2 separate regions of the Mus musculus genome follow, and region 1 is linked to region 2. A link is a contact called in public promoter capture Hi-C data. All regions are on one chromosome and are shown on one strand. The core of a region is the stretch at or near the end of the contact, and the rest is flanking DNA. Distances in the headings are between cores, read along the strand shown. Region 1 overlaps Capn8 (calpain 8). Region 2 holds the start of Capn8 (calpain 8).

Region 1 (4,191 bases), core at 987-3,486, 69 kb after region 2:
AATCCTCTCTGGAGGATTTATTGGTGATGCCTAATACAATAAACAGAATGCCTAAGACGCCGAGCCTGGGTAAAGAACTGTCTCTCTGCATTATTTAGGGAGTGAATGACAAGGCAAGAAATTTGTTCATATTCAACACGGGTGTAGTTCTTTTTCTGGAGACTTTTAATCCGCCCTTGGTTAAATCACAGGTGTGTAACTTGTGGTCCACTATTCATCGACACACCTACTTTCGGAGGCCCCTTTGGGCGCAGAGTCTTTTCTAAGTGGCATTTTCTGTGACAAGTGGTGACCTATGAGGCAGGAGGGCTTCTGTGGCCAAAGCCCACACACTCCCTAGAACCCGTGCACTAAGTGTGTCTCTTCTTTTGCAGTGGCTGTGCTGTGCACTGGTCTGACCCTCTGGACATCAACAACTTCCCTGCTTCCAACCTGTCTCTTTGCAATCTTATGAACGTGTATCCTCAAGTGTCATTTACTGACTGTTGTATTGTCCAGCCAATCACTGATCCCGAGACACTGGCTTTTCCCGATAGAGCAGGCTGGGGAGCCCCATATCCTCAGTAGCACCGAGCTACGAGCTATTTGAGCTGATCCCAGGGCCCAGCAGAAGGAAAGCAATCAATTAAAGTTGTGGGCCAGGATGGTTTCTGCCTTCCTCTGGAGATATACCATGTGAAGACAACCTGGGCTTCAATGCTATGGGAAAAGACTTGGCTTGAAGCTCCTGCTGGAAGCAAGACTGCTTCTGAGGGCTCTTGGGAGAAGGGCAGAGTTTCAGTAACGTGGAGAAAGGGCACAGGCCAGGAGTAGGGGAGATGAGAACTGCCCTCCTTAGAGACAGGGAATGTAGTCAGCTGATAAGCAGCTGGAGGACTGATGCAGTTCAGGTGAGTTTTGCCTACTTGTGAACACAGGGCTTTCTGCTGCTGGTGAGAAAATTGAGACCACAGCTGTAGCATCTCTGCGTGTACACAGATTCATTAGCTATTGCTGTGACAAAACACCTTGAGCAGGGTAACTTAGAGAACAATGAGCTTATCTGGGTTCATGGCTCCAGAGCAGAGAGTGAAGTGATGCTGTCAGAAGCAGGAAGCCGAGGGTTTTCATCTTGAACCACAAGCAGTTTAAGTTCTGGAAGCCCACCCCCAGGGACATACTTTCTCCAGAAAGGCCATACCCCCCTAACCCACCAGGGACTAAGTATTCAAATGCCTGCGACTACTGAGAGCATCTCATTCAAGTGGCCACCACAGGAGAGCACTGTGTCTCAATACCACCTTCAAAACAAAGTATAAGGGAGCTGGTACCCTGACTCCTGTATTAGCCTGACTGAGGACTAGTTTTCTGTTTTAGCAGAAGAGTCTGATGAGTGTTGTTTGTAGGAGTTTGACCAGAAAGCATGGTGATTCACCAGAAGGCTTTCAACTGACTTCAGATCTCCTAGATTCAGTAGGGGGAGCAGCAGCGCTAGTTGCTTCTCACTGTGACAAAATGATACAATGTGACGGGATGGAGGCAACTCAAGCGAGGACCGTTTATTCTGGCTCACCCTTTTCCGAAGTTTTAGACCCCCAGGAGTGAGGGCATAGAGAGTCCATGACAGTGGGAGCAGAGGACTTAGCTCCATACAGCGGTAGACAAGGAGCCCAGCACGCCAGCCAGTACCCGAAGTGGGTGGACCATCCCTACTGTCTCGCATCCACAAGCTCATCCACCTCAGAAAAGTCCCATAGCCTTCCTCACAATACTTCCACAAGCTGCAGCCTGGACATTCAAACCATGACCTTTTGGGGACATTTTACCTTCAAGTAAAAATATTCTGCCCCTGCTCCGTGAAGCACAGGCCATCTCAGGACACAAAAGACGTTCAGTCCAGTTTCAAAAGTTCCCATAGTTGCAACAGTCCCAACCCTGTCGGAAAGTTTAACATTTCTTCTGAGACTTGAGGCAAACTCTTAACTGTGAGCATCTACAAAAATAAACAGGTTAGATACTTTCCGTACAGAGTGGTACAGAGGGAGGGATGAGACGCCAGTAAGGAGAGATTAGACCAAAGCCAAGCATGGAAACAGTAAATTACATAGGTCCGTGTCTAGCAAATGGGGCTTATGATGACATCATCTGAGCTTCAAGGGACTGGGGTGGCCCCTCCTCTTCCGTCCCTGCTGCCTGAGTACTCATGGCGTATGGGAGACCAGAACTTCCTTCCTTAGAGACTAGGAATGCTCTTAGCTGATAAGCAGCTAAGAGAGCTAATGTGGGTCAGGTGAGTTTTACTTACAAGTGAACACCGGGCTGTGTGCTGCTGGTGAGAAAATTGAGGGCCACCTCCAATTACTGCCTATAGCTTTTATCAGCAGATGTCACCTGCTCTTGGTGTTTTCAGTATCCTGAAGTCGGCACTGAAACTTGGGCCCCACCTCAACAGCCTCGTCAGGAGGTCCTGTGGGGAGCCCAACGCTGCTACCCGTTTCCTGGTCTTAGGCTTTTCTCTGGCATCTCATAGCAAAGCATTCCATCGCTAAGATTATACTTTTTGTGCTTGAAAACTCAGCGCCATGCAGACGCAGATGACACTGATTTCTGCTTCCAACTCAGGATATAGCCAGGATTCTAATGACCATGGCTGCGGTGGCTTCTGCATACCCAAAAGGCTTAGCCTGGGGAAGTAATTCCTGAGTACCCCTTTAGGCACTCCTTTATAGGAACTCTCATTTTAAATAAAGGTCTTTCAAATGAGTTTATACCCTGCAGTCTTCAATAGGTGGGCTCTTTGCCTAGAGGCCTGTCTGCCACACACCCCCTCCTCATCTCTTCAACTATGGCAAAGCACTCAATTTGACTTTAACAACTACTGTGACTTTGCCTGTAATGTTCACTCACATGGTTCACTACGTTAACAATAGTCAGACTCATTTTCTGAATGATTTACACACTCTTCTACTCAAGTCTTTGCTTTCGGTGGCTCCACACTGTAAATTTGGTTAAAAACAGCCAGTGATAACCATGCCACAGCCTGGGTGTCATACTGTCTTGAAATTTCCTCTACCAGATGAACTAGTCCTTAAAGACCTGAGTGAAATCAATGCAGGTTCTTGGTCAGGGTGTACCATGAACGACCTTGAGTCCTGCTTCCAAATAAGGTCTTCATATCTGTCAGGAGCATTACAAGCACAGCCCTTACTGTCCATGGTCCTATTACCATTCTGATCTTCTGCCCTCCCACCAGAACCTACCATTGGGCAGAATTCACACTATCCTAGTTACTCTCTAGCCTGCAGTTCTAAAATCTTTCAAATGCCTCCTGCAAACCAGTTCCAACAGCCTGAGAATCACATGGTCAAACTTATCACAGCAGTGGCCAGCCCCAGACTCTAACAATAACTTAAAGAGAAAAGGTCTATTTTGGCTTATGATCCCAGGACTTCCATTCCATCCTTGTGAGTAAGACATTGCAGAGTTTACAGAGATGAGAATGTATGGCCTTGGTTCTTCACATCAGTCTCAGACAAGAAACAGGACAAAATGGCTGGACCCAGAAGCACATAGCCTTCAAAGGTTTGCCCAAAGTGTCCCTTTAGCCTAGCCGGGACCCACATCCTAAAGGTTCCACGGCTCTCAAAACAGTGTTACAGATTTGATGGTACAGGCCTGAAATCCCCACTACTCAGGTGATGAGGCAGGCAAACGGAGAGCTCAAGGCCTATGTGGGCTACAGAATGAGTTCAAGGCCAGCCTGGAAAACTTAATGTGACAATCTCAAAAAGTCAGAAGGCCCCTGAGATGATGGCTCGTGCTGCTTAGCATGTAGGGAAGGCCTGGATTCAATCCCTAGCCCTGAAAGGAAGGGGAAGGGGAAGAGCATGAGGTGTGGCTGAATGTCCAAACATGAACCTGTGCTCCAAACACACATCTGTTTTGCTGTCTGTGGCTTTGATAAACATCATTACCAAAAGCAACCTGGGGAGAGAGGGTGTTATTTCAGCTTGCAGGTTGCAGACCATCGTCAGGATAAGCGAAGGTGCTACCCCTGTGCTGGGTTATTTATACCTGGCTAAGCAAGCCATGGAAGACAAGGCAGTCAGCAATGTCCCTCTATAGCTCATGCTTGCATTCCTGCTCTGACTTCCCTTTGGGATCCACTCTAAACTGTAAGCTGAAGTAAGTCTATTCCCTCTTAGGTTGCTT
Region 2 (4,327 bases), core at 1,071-3,570:
AATGAGGCAATTTAGGAAGGGGTGGGGGGGGTGGTGGGAAGGAAGGATAGATGGCTAACCCCAGAGGAGCTCCCTCGTGGGGAAGTAGAATTACCAGCTGTGCAGCTTCTGTGCTTGGAAGAGGAAGGGCTTGCTCTTTTTTTTTTTTTTTTTTTTTTTGTCAGTCTGAGAGGGGGGCGGTGCTTCAGGGAAGCATAGGGAAGAAACACAGAGGAAAAACAAACGCTCCCATGAGTTCTTTATTAACTAACCAGTGACCCTGTCTGGGGCTACCAGGTCTGTAACATCCTGGGTCTATCTATTTATCTACTGGAAATCTATCTACTGGAAATCTAGATATGCGGTTGTTTCTTCATATAACAAATATTTACTGTGTTTCTGGGAGAGTCCTAGGAGCCGGGGACTGAGTGGCAAATAAAACTGGTCCCGATAAGTGTCCTTGTGGGACACAAAGCCTGATGGGGCCGAGAGGCTTTAACTCACTGAGGACAGGAGTCCGTGCTGGGCGAGGCTTTGCGTACTCATCTGATAGTGTGAAAGGAGGGAGGGGCTAAATTTGAGGGGTGGCCTTGGGGAAAAACTTCCGGGGCACAGGTCTGAAGGATGATCAGAGAGCAGAGCAGAAGAGTATTGCAGTTTGGCAGGAACAGCGCCTGCAAAGCCCTGAAGTGGGACAAACACGACATCCCCTAAACAGAAATCAATGCTCCATGGAGGAAGGAGAGACACGGGAACAGGTGGCAAAGTCAGCAGGACGGGTGTGCTCCGGCTCCCACTAGCCACGCAGAAGCCCGGCGTTCCTCTTAGCTTGCTGGGGATGGCCAGAAAACTGTGTTCAGAGCAACCACTGGTTCCTGTGACTCAGCACGAATCTCAGTTAACTAGGCAATAGGGTCAGGAATAAAAATGCCTCCTCCACCCAAATTAGGGCTTCAAGGCTTCTAGGATCTTCAGTGTTCCAGGCAACGTCAGGGGATGGGGTGGAGCTGGGGTTCTGGTTTAGAGGAAGGGTAGGTCAGCCTTGTGCAGGGTGGAAACTTAGCTGTGAACCCTCAGTGAGCCCAACACTGAGCGAGTGTTAACGCAAATAGAGGCGTTGAGGGAGTAATGGGGGCTCCTGAGGCACGGAGGAGCCAAAGCTTTCGTATAACTGCCTCCTGTCCTGGAAGGTCATGCTGACCTTGTATTTCTGGTGAATCACGGGAAACCCTGCTTTTGTCTGTTTCATGTCTGGCAGGTAAACATGCTCTCTCAGAAGCACCAAGCTCAGGGCTGAACACGTGGATGACCCTCAGCGGGAAGACCGGCAGCCTCAGAGGCTGTCTGGTTCAGAGACCAGTGTGAACCCGCTTTAGAATCATCTGCAGGTGAATGGTCTAAAGACTCTGATATGGGTCCTAGAGACTTAGCTCAGAACTGCTGAATCATGATTATTTTATATTCTGTTTTATTTCATTTTAGAGACAGGGTCTCACGTAACCCAGGTTGGATTTGAACTCACCATTTAGCCCACAGTGACCTCAGACTCCTTATTCTCTGGTCTCTACCTCTGAATGTAGATTGTCCTGCTTGTGCGGCAAGCCCTCGTATCCACTGAGGCATCTTACAGCCAGCCCCCAGAACACTCTTTGAGATGGTGGCGATTAATGCAGGTTACTAGGGAGACTGTGTTGTGGGTAAGTAGTTCAGAGAATTCTTGTCACACTGTACTGGCTGCCTGTGTCTTCTGTAACAAACGAACACAAGTGACTGAAAAGAGCAGAAGTTGGAGATGGAGCAATGGCTTAGGGTTTGAGAGAGCACTGGCTGTTCTTGCAAAGATCTGCGTTGGACTCCTAACACCCACATGGAAGCTAACAGTTGTCTGGAACTCCAGTTCTGGGGACTCTGGTGCCCTCTTCTGGCCTCCAAGGACAGATCACTTATGTAGTGCACAGGTGTACATGCAGGCAAGGCACCATGCTCGGTAAAAATGAAAGAGCAGAGGGTTAGTCTCTTTCTGTTCTGGGCACCCACAGACCTAAGTCATTTCCACTGGACTAAAACCAAGGCATGAGCAGGGCCTCTCCTTACAGAGTCTCTGGAGGAGAAATCACCCCAGCCTATCCAACTTGGAGACTCCTGATAGCCTCCATTGTGGTGTCCAAATAGTGAACAGCAGGAGAAGGTGGGGCAGAGTTGCCTGCACCTTGGATACATATTTGACTCTGTTTATGACTCATGTCCCTTTGGAACAGGGCCTCCCTCAGGTGCAAAGTTTACAGGCCACACCTCCTTGGGAGCTGCCTTAAAGGGCAGCATCCCCATAGGGCAGATGTCTGAGAGGACACAGAAGCCCTGCTTTCCTGTCACCTACAGGACGCACAGGCAGGCCATGGCAGCCCTGGCAGCTGGAATATCCAAGCAACGTGCAGCTGCTCAGGGCCTTGGCTCTAACCAGAATGCTGTGAAGTATCTGGGCCAGGACTTCGAGACCCTGAGAAAGCAATGCTTGAACTCAGGGGTCCTATTTAAAGACCCGGAATTCCCGGCATGTCCGTCAGCTTTGGGCTACAGGGATCTTGGACCAGGCTCTGCAGAAACTCAAGGCATCATATGGAAGCGACCCACGGTAAGGCAATAGGGAAGTGACCATGGCAAGGCACAATTGAGTGTCACACAGGGTACAGAGTTGTCACATCAGGTCAAGAGTTGAAGTAAGTAACAGTGCAGGGTTCTGTTTTCAGATCCTATAGTTCTGATATCCGCCTTACTTCCTAACATTATTTCTAAGGAAGAACACACACAAGCTTTAGAGCTGGACAAGTCAGACCTCATGAGTGGCTCTGCTGATGTGGCCTTGGCTCTGCTGATGTGGCCTTGAGCGACAGCTCTCTGAGCTTCAGTTTTTCCACCCTAAAAATAGTGCGGCTGGAACCATTGTATTTCAGTGTGGTTAGGAGAATGAGAAATAAATCTCAGGGTGTAATTGTCCTGCGTGTAAGAGACACAGAACACAGGGTACTTAGCACTGCACAGTGCCCCCGGGCCAGCACACAGGGGAACAAACCAAGGTTAGACACAGTCAGCTAGGGGCAAACTGTGATAGCATCGCTGCTGAGGGACATGGGTTACTGAAGGTCATAGAAGGTTCCACCAAGGCTGGAGAGAAGAGAGAGGTGGAGGCCATCCTAAAGTTGGTGGGTGTGGTCACACTGTGGTCTTGATGTACATGTCCCTGATGATAATGGATGCTGTGCTTTCTATATCATGGGTGCATCCTCTAGAGGGACAACTGTTTAAAACCTTTGCTCATTTCTCAATGGTTCTGCTTGCTTTTTTGTTTGACTTTGCACTTTTGAGGATAACCCTTTCTTTACTTTGGGAGCATATATGTGTATATATATATATATATATATATATATATGTGTGTGTGTGTGTGTGTGTGTGTGTGTATATATATATATTGCATCTAATAATCCTGGACATTAAGGTGTTTGCTTCATTTGCTCTTCTGCATCCTGATAGCCCTTTATTTTTACACACATACAAGAGAAAATATGTGATATTTATCTCTGTGAATTGGGTTCACTTCAGGTAAAATGGTGATTTTTTTTTTTTGCTTCTGTCCATTTTCCTATAAATGACATGATTTTCTTCTTTATAGTGAACAATACTGCACACACACATATAGCCCCACATAACTATATATTTTTTTATTTATTCATCTGTGGATAGGTACCCGGTTGACTCCATACCATGGCTATTGTCAGTAGAGCTACAATAAACATGGGTGCACAAGTGTCACTATTGTAGCTGACTGTGATTCTTTTGGATCTACACCCGGGGGGAGTATGACTGCTTCTGCTTGTTCTTATGCTTCTAAGTAGAAGGTCTACCTAGGCTCTTGTCTCAAGGAACGGAAGACACATTTGTCTACGTGAAGGTTGCCAGATCACACTTGGATTCTCAAGATGAACGCTCTGTTGGGAGGTTGAAATCCCTTAGGGTTTTTCTGTTTACATGGGTGAAATGCGGCAACTCTACCCCAGAGACAGCAGCTGGTTGCGCTGATCTCCAGTGCTCTTAGCTCCTTGTCTCACCGTGTGGGCTCAGCATCTATCCCAAGCTCCTGTGATGTATGTAATGCCCCGTGTAAATGGACTTAGCGCAGCCTGGTCAATATTTTTTTTCTTCTGCCAGAAGTATCCTTTCCCTCGACTTGGCAATTGAGCAGCATATTGATCTTAAGGAGAAATACTTAGTCAAGAGCGAAGCCACACCAAGCACATAATAAGGACCCCGGTTAAGAGACACATGGAGGGGTCGAATTGTTGGAAAGTTACTG

What was found. Promoter capture Hi-C pulls out the DNA fragments that hold promoters and counts their contacts.
Region 1: a promoter capture Hi-C map of hematopoietic stem and progenitor cells shows a contact between it and region 2, with 2.7 times the contacts expected there. The contact joins the enhancer-like site here to the promoter of Capn8 in region 2. A contact is called at or near these places in 20 of 39 promoter capture datasets (the 3T3-L1 cell line, 3T3-L1-derived adipocytes, the C10 cell line and 13 more), 8 of 484 Hi-C or Micro-C datasets (8-cell embryo, Sertoli cells, cerebellar granule neurons and 5 more), 3 of 115 datasets of contacts at active chromatin or transcription factors (embryonic basal ganglia and embryonic stem cells) and 3 of 9 other capture datasets (liver, macrophages and pancreatic islet).

Annotation. Positions count from the first base shown.
Region 1 is chr1:182,631,710-182,635,900 of GRCm38.p6, forward strand. It overlaps Capn8 (calpain 8), which reads left to right. Exons shown (of 21, transcript NM_130890.2): 21 at 375-643. The coding sequence ends at 398. Among named protein-coding and RNA genes, the nearest start is that of Capn8, 69 kb to the left of the region's middle. Within about 2 kb of position 2,237, at least 14 of the 459 cell types and tissues checked have an H3K27ac peak or open chromatin away from gene starts, as enhancers often do. A contact at or near this core is called in the HPC-7 cell line and hematopoietic stem and progenitor cells, where this site is marked.
Region 2 is chr1:182,562,687-182,567,013 of GRCm38.p6, forward strand. It overlaps Capn8 (calpain 8), which reads left to right and starts at 2,321. Exons shown (of 21, transcript NM_130890.2): 1 at 2,321-2,611. The coding sequence starts at 2,375. Gm46248 (a long non-coding RNA gene) reads left to right here. Exons shown (of 4, transcript XR_001779884.1): 3 at 1,238-1,367; 4 at 1,462-1,795.